2 separate regions of the Macaca mulatta genome follow, and region 1 is linked to region 2. Evidence: chromatin contacts called from public Hi-C data. All regions are on one chromosome and are shown on one strand. Each heading gives the region's core, a stretch centred on a gene start, on an enhancer-like site or on the middle of the called end of the contact. The rest is flanking DNA. Distances are from core to core; before and after follow the strand shown.

Region 1 (3,165 bases), core at 364-2,863, 91 kb before region 2:
AGCAGTGAAGAGGCTGCAGTAGATGTGGGGAAAGAGGTGGTATTCCCAGCTCCATCTGGAAAAGACTCGGGGCCCATATTAACAGAACAGTAGAAAAAGAAGTGGGGATTAAGCAGGTTTCTTGGTGCCTGTCCTGGTCTTCCCTTGGGCTGCCTTCCTCCCTGAGATGTTCTGTCCTCTTCTGTAACCCTTCAAGACCACTCTTGCTCATTTTTTACCAAATTTTTCCTATATAATGTTAGGTTGGGAAGTCCAAGTGCAATTTTCTTCAGTATCCACACCCCAACCCATATGAGCCTAGTGACATACTAGTAGACTCAAATATGTTTACCCACCAATAGACATTTGCCATTTGTGCCAGGAAAATAAAACTAGGAAAATCACAGGAGGGATCATGAATCCTTGTTAAGCATCTGAAAATCAGCTTTGTTAAAACACACACTCATTCAGAAAAGTGCTTTGTAGCAAAGCAATCTCAACAGCTCTCATAATTCTATCACTTCCCATCCAGATTCTTGTGCAAGTAAAAGTATTAATACACCATTTATTTGATGAATTAATCAATGATCAAATGGAAGAGGTTTTGACAACGTCACTAATACCTGCCCTGAACGCTTGCTTAGAAGAGAAACAGATTTCCCAGTATTTTTTATAACTTACTTTCCCATTGTCTCCAATTAATTTGCTATTATCCCAAGTAGACAGACAACTTCAGTAGTAGCTATCACCCTACATTTTTAGATCATTGAAAAAAAATGGATGAGCAATCCACGAAAATAACTAGCTTACTGAAATGCTTGGTTTTTAAAGGAAAATTGGTATTATTAAAAAAAAAAAAAAAAAAAAAAAAAAAAAAAAAAGGCCCAGGACTGGTAGCTAGGAGATCCGGGAGACAGAAGCCATTGCTCTGGTTCTGACACTAAGTAACCCTTTTGCCTTGTGCAGGTAACTTCTTATCTAGGTCCTCAGCATCCTCCTCTGTAAACTGAAGAGTTTAAATGACTCTAAATTCCTCTCTCTCTCTCTCTAGATGTTCTCTAACACCAAGTTTATGTGAGTTTCTTTGGCCAGGTTTTAACCAGAGACCATCCTCCGTGAAGGTCAAAGGTCATCAATTCTCAGATGGCAGGAGTTGTTTTTGGCATGTACAGTCAACCTTTCAAAAAACCAAGAGTTCTCAAGTTAAGCTCCCTTCACGAACCTCTTTTTAAATTTAAGTATCACTCTCTGTCCCTCCTGATTTCCTATGTTGCTCCACCACCTCCCTCCATCAGAAAAAAAAAAAAAAAGATGAGAAAAATCTCTTGTGTTTTCTTCCTTCTTGGTTCTTGGAAAACGGTGTGCAATCACTTCCTCTTCTTCCGTGGCTGCCTCATGTCACCTGTACAAACAAGAACAGAGACAGACCTCAGGCTTCAGGCTTTCCCTAATGGGTATTTTTGCTGTGGGTAAAGATTCACTCTGATTTGGGGCAGTGGAAAGTCGAACACACTTTTCCCAAGGCGACCAGATACAGTTTAGGGAGTTATGAAAAATAGCTGCCATGACGACAGGGGCAGAGAACAACTCTGCCATCCTCCCTCCGTGCCGGGTTCACAGTTAGCCAGGCACCCATGATGCCGCTTGCCTTCAGGTGCTCTGCATAGCTAAGAGGAAGCATATTGCTGTGGTTCTGCGTGAGTGTTTGCAGGCTACAAACAATCCATCAGCAAACTTTGAGACTTTGCAGATGGAGATGAAGAGACCACATCAAATTAGAGAGGAAATAGAAGGGTGGATGTTCACCTAATTGGGGTCATTCTGTGACCTCTTAGCAAATGAATTCATCAGCCTGGTGGAAAAGTACTGGCATATGGATTAGGTCTGAGTAAGCTCATTAGAGGGGCATTATTCTACTGAAATTATAGCATTAGATTTGTAGAATGACTTCTATTCAGCCAACAAGTTGGTACTCCATATTTAATGATCATAAATCTTTGTGTAAGCTCTGCAATTTATGAAATTTCATTAGCTCATTATCCTTTGCGCTTGTTGCCAAATACTATCAATCCTACTTTAAAAACTTCTCCATTCCAGAACTTAGAGCCCTGGTAGTTCTGGCTTGATATTCCTGTAGCAAATCCATGCTCCTAATTCCACAGTTCACCCTTCAGACCTTGCCACCTTCATCAATTCTATCCTTAACAGTAAACACTAGATACCTTATACTAATTCCATTCTGCTGGAACTCCACTTCTTAAAGGCTATCGTGACTGGTGACTTTTGAAGTCCTGTTTGTGGCCCCTTAATCACACTGATTTCCTAGGATGGCCACCTCTTGATCACGCAGTCCTCATGGCTATCCTTGTATTCATCTCATGCAAGATTTTCAAGATCAAAACTCTCTCTTCTTCATCTGCTTCTCATCAATCTAGACTACCCCAGTCATCAGCCAAGTCTTATTGTTTATCAAGCTTTATGGGTTTCACATTGTTTTCATTGGTGGGTCTACTTTTTTCTCTTCTGTTTTTCTTTCTTTTTCTTTTTCTTTTTTTTTTTTTTGAGACAAAGTCTTTGCCCAGGCTGGAATACAGTGGCATAATCTCAGCTCACTGCGGCCTTGAACTCCTGGGCTGGAGTCCTCCAACCTCAGTCTCCTGACTAGTTGGGACTATAGGTACACATCACCATGCCCAGCTTTTTTTGTTTGTTTGTTTTTTGTTTTGCTTTTTTATTAGATACAAGGTTTCGCTATGTTGCTCAGGATGATCTTGAACTCCTGGCCTCACCACGACAGATCCTCCCATCTCAGCCTCCCAGAGTGCTAGGATTACAGGCAAGAGCCACCACACTCGGCCTTATTTTCCATTTTTGATGTGAATTCTCTCCTCCCTAATTAGGCCTTCTCTTCTCTACATTAGGTCTATAAGTACAAGCACAGTACCACCTCTTTCTGTAGAGTATACTCTGGGCCTTTAATGAATTCTTTTTCAATTAAATAACCAGCTTACATACAACAGGGACAATATAAACTTGGTCAATATAAACTTCTCAAATTTCTACCCCCTGGAGTCACTCCGAGGGTTCCTAAAACTTTTTTTTATCCGTGTTGTTTACCATTCCTCAGGCCCTCAAGCCTAACTGTAATCATAACCTCAGTCCTTCCACGCCAGGTGTCAAGGACTG
Region 2 (3,299 bases), core at 3-2,502:
GCAGCCAATAGTGTGGGGATGTGGGGGCGGGAGAGATGTCCTCCTCTCCCCTCCTCCACCACTCCCTGCTGGATCAGGCCACCAAAAGACTAGACGCCACCACATGTATGAATATCTGAGATGCTGGGAAACCATGCAGGCTGGGCTGAGCTAAAACCCTTCGCTCCTTCGCTTTATTCTGTATCAGGGGATAGGGAAAACTTTTCCTGATTGTAAAGAAAAACTCAATTACAATTGGACCCCTAGGCTTCTAAAGGAAAATAGGTGAGAGAGGGAAAGGGGCGTTTCCTCAACTTCATGGCATCCAGTGTTCCACAACTGTGGAACATTGCAAGTGGCCTGTGCCCGGGGCTGCCGCTGCTCATCTGGATAGGTGAGTCAGGTGTAGCCAGGCGTGGGTGTGCGCACCAAGCCAGCACAGGGCAGGACAAAGCCCGGCTTGCTCTCATCTGTGTCTCATTGGATTTGCATTATCTAGGTCTTCAGAGGGGAGATCTCTCAGCCTCTGAGCCTGCAATGCTATCCGTATCTTACCAGTGGCCTGTGGTAGCAGGAGCCCCATATTGGGTGGTGAATCTACTAGTGACTTCAGTGGTTGGAAACTTGGGAAAGTTTAGGAAATTAGAGAAGGAGTGGTTCATAGGCAAGCCACTAGGGGGTTAAGAGGTGAGAAGCACCTGCCGGTGCTTTGGAAAACACAACTTGCTGGCACCTGCCTGCTCAGCAGTTTCTTCCTGCAGGTTGCAAGCCCCTTTTGTCATCGTCAGTGCCTAAGGATCCAGGAAGCACTGTCTACACTAGGAGTTTGTTAATACATCGCCATGGTGGGTTGGGTAATGTTTGAGAGCAAAAGAAAATAAAATATCCTATATGTGTTTAAGTTGTAGAAAACTAGGAATGGAAGATAAAAAGGCTTTCTGCCCTTGGATCCCAATTTACCTAGTGAGCAGGAAGCCTCCCCAGCACCCCTTCCTCATTTCTGACTAAAGCAGTTAATGGCATTAAATATCTTCATGTGATCTCACGCTAGAACTGTATTGGAGCAGACATCTGGCAACAATTTACTGGCGCACAGGATAAATGTTCAGAAAACCAAGTTGCAGTTCTGAGAAACTTCACAAATTCACCTTCCTGCCCACCCACTTCAAAGCCCCTCACTCTCTCGGCAACTGTTCACCCTCCCACGCCGGCACCTCAGACGCCTGCGATAACCTCCGACAAACTCGTCGGACAGCCCTAATCTCCTAACAAGGGAAATGCAGAGAGCTCGAGACAGAGATCAACACTCTGGACGGGGATTTCCAGGCCCAGATCAGCACCCTGCTGAGACATGCTGTCTGGAAAATCAGACATGTCATGTGGGAGCGCGCAGCCCCGTGGCCCCCTCACCTGGTCACGCAGCCGCCTCTCCATCCAAGCCAGTGGTACAGGCAGGGAGGAAGGACACTCACCTGTTAGCTAGTTAGATGTGGCCTCACCTTGTGGGGCTTCCACACAATGGATCTCTTCCTGAGTATCATCATCATCATGACTGGCGATGAGGAGGAGCTAAGGATCTCCTTCTTGGGTGGGTGGGAACTCACTTTGCAAGAAAGGTGGCTCAGTTTGGAGACTCTCTGGGCTGGCTGGCAGATGGGAAGGCTGTCAAAGGTGAGCAGGCAGCATCATACCTGACCAATGAATGGCAACAGCCAGGGCTGCTGGGAAGTGTGGGTGCAATTGCTGGCAAGAGCCACCTTTTTTCTTTCTTTTTTTTTTTTTTTTGTGAGTGGGCGTTCAGAGGCAATTTCCCCTAGAGCTGGCATCCTCTGTCTGGAGTAGGGAATAGGAATGCGCAGGAATTGGGGAGTGGAGGGAGGTTGTGTGTGTGTGTGTGCACGTGCACATGTGTGACTGCAGGTGTGTACAAATGCAATACCGCATTTCTATCTGTAAGGTTTAGAAAAAGCCTTCCTTTAATGAAACCTCTATTTTACAAGAGGCTACAAGAGCTTTGGGATTTTCTTCCATGAAGTAACATGATTTCGCAGTGGATTTCAAACACGTTTTAAGGCACCAGAAACCTCTCTCTATCTCTTTTTTTTCCTCCCCAAACACAATCATATACAAAAGTCACAGATTAGAAAAGAGATCAAAGCAGAGTTGCCCTGATTAAAGTGTACGCTGGCCCCAGAGACCCAAAACCTCTGCTGGTCCTCCTCTCTATGGCCAGAAAGGCCCCAAATGAACTCATGGAGGCCCTAAGTGCCCCAGAGCAAAATGTACCAAACTGGTGAGTGAGTAGGATAAGTTCTAGCTTTCAAATCAGACAGACCTGACTTTGGGTCCTGACTCTGCCACTTGTGAGCAGTGAGGTCTTTGTCCACTCATTAACATATCTGCTTCTCAGTTTCCTCATCTATGCAATAGAAATAATAACCCTTATATTGCAAGGTATCTACAAGAACAGGAGAGAAATACATGTAAGGCATGTGTTACTAAATCCCCATACCTATGTGCCGTGGCTGGCACATAGAATCTTTACACAATGTATTGCTGCCATATGACGTAGTTTGGATGTGTGTCCCTGCCTAAATCTCATGTTGAAATGTGATCCGCAATATTGGCTGTGGGGCCTGGCCAGGGAGGTGACTGGATCATGGGGGTGGATGTCTCAAGAATGGTTTAGCACCATCCCCTTGGTACTGCCTTGCAAGTGTAACTGAGTTATTGTGAGGTCTGATCATTTAAACATGTGTGGCACCTTCCTGCTCTTGCTCTTGCTCCTTCTTCTCCTTCCACCATGATTGTAAGCTTCCAGAGGGCTCCCCGAAGCCAGGTGACATCAGCGCCATTCTTGTACAGCCTGCAGAACCATAAGCCAATTAAACTTTGTTTCTTTATAAATTGCCCAGCCTCCGGTATTTATTTATAGCAGTGCAAGAATGACCTAATACACTGTGGTCAGTTCAAGGAAACTTTGGATATGAGCCATCTATTGATAGCCAGGAGAGAAAACAAATGACAGTGAGGAGACTTCCCTTAACTCAAAACTTTTGTGCCTGTTACTACCCTATTTGGTATTCTTTTCCTAATGGCACCTAAGTGCTTTGTTCAGTATCTTTTCTTTAAAAACAGGACAATCAAGACAGTAAATACATAACCTACAGAATGAGACAGAATATTTATAAATCTCATGTCTGGTAAGGTTCCAGTATCCAGAATATACAAAAAGAACTCAGCCAGGTGAGGTGGCTCACGCCTGTAATCCCAGCACTTTGGGAGTCCAAGGTGGGCGGATCATGAGATCAAGACATCAA

The links. A called contact is a pair of places that touch in the nucleus more often than the background predicts.
Region 1: a contact with region 2 is called in a Hi-C map of CD4 T cells, with 2.9 times the contacts expected there. The contact joins two enhancer-like sites. A contact is called at or near these places in 3 of 14 Hi-C or Micro-C datasets (CD4 T cells, cortical neurons and liver).

The regions. Positions count from the first base shown.
Region 1 is chr4:171,410,874-171,414,038 of T2T-MMU8v2.0, reverse strand. It overlaps ADTRP (androgen dependent TFPI regulating protein), which reads right to left. Exons shown (of 8, transcript NM_001193850.2): 7 at 1,202-1,381. The coding sequence ends at 1,347. Among named protein-coding and RNA genes, the nearest start is that of ADTRP, 65 kb to the right of the region's middle. Within about 2 kb of position 1,613, at least 6 of the 40 cell types and tissues checked have an H3K27ac peak or open chromatin away from gene starts, as enhancers often do. A contact at or near this core is called in CD4 T cells, where this site is marked.
Region 2 is chr4:171,318,889-171,322,187 of T2T-MMU8v2.0, reverse strand. No RefSeq gene overlaps it. Among named protein-coding and RNA genes, the nearest start is that of ADTRP, 27 kb to the left of the region's middle. Within about 2 kb of position 1,252, at least 6 of the 40 cell types and tissues checked have an H3K27ac peak or open chromatin away from gene starts, as enhancers often do. A contact at or near this core is called in CD4 T cells, where this site is marked.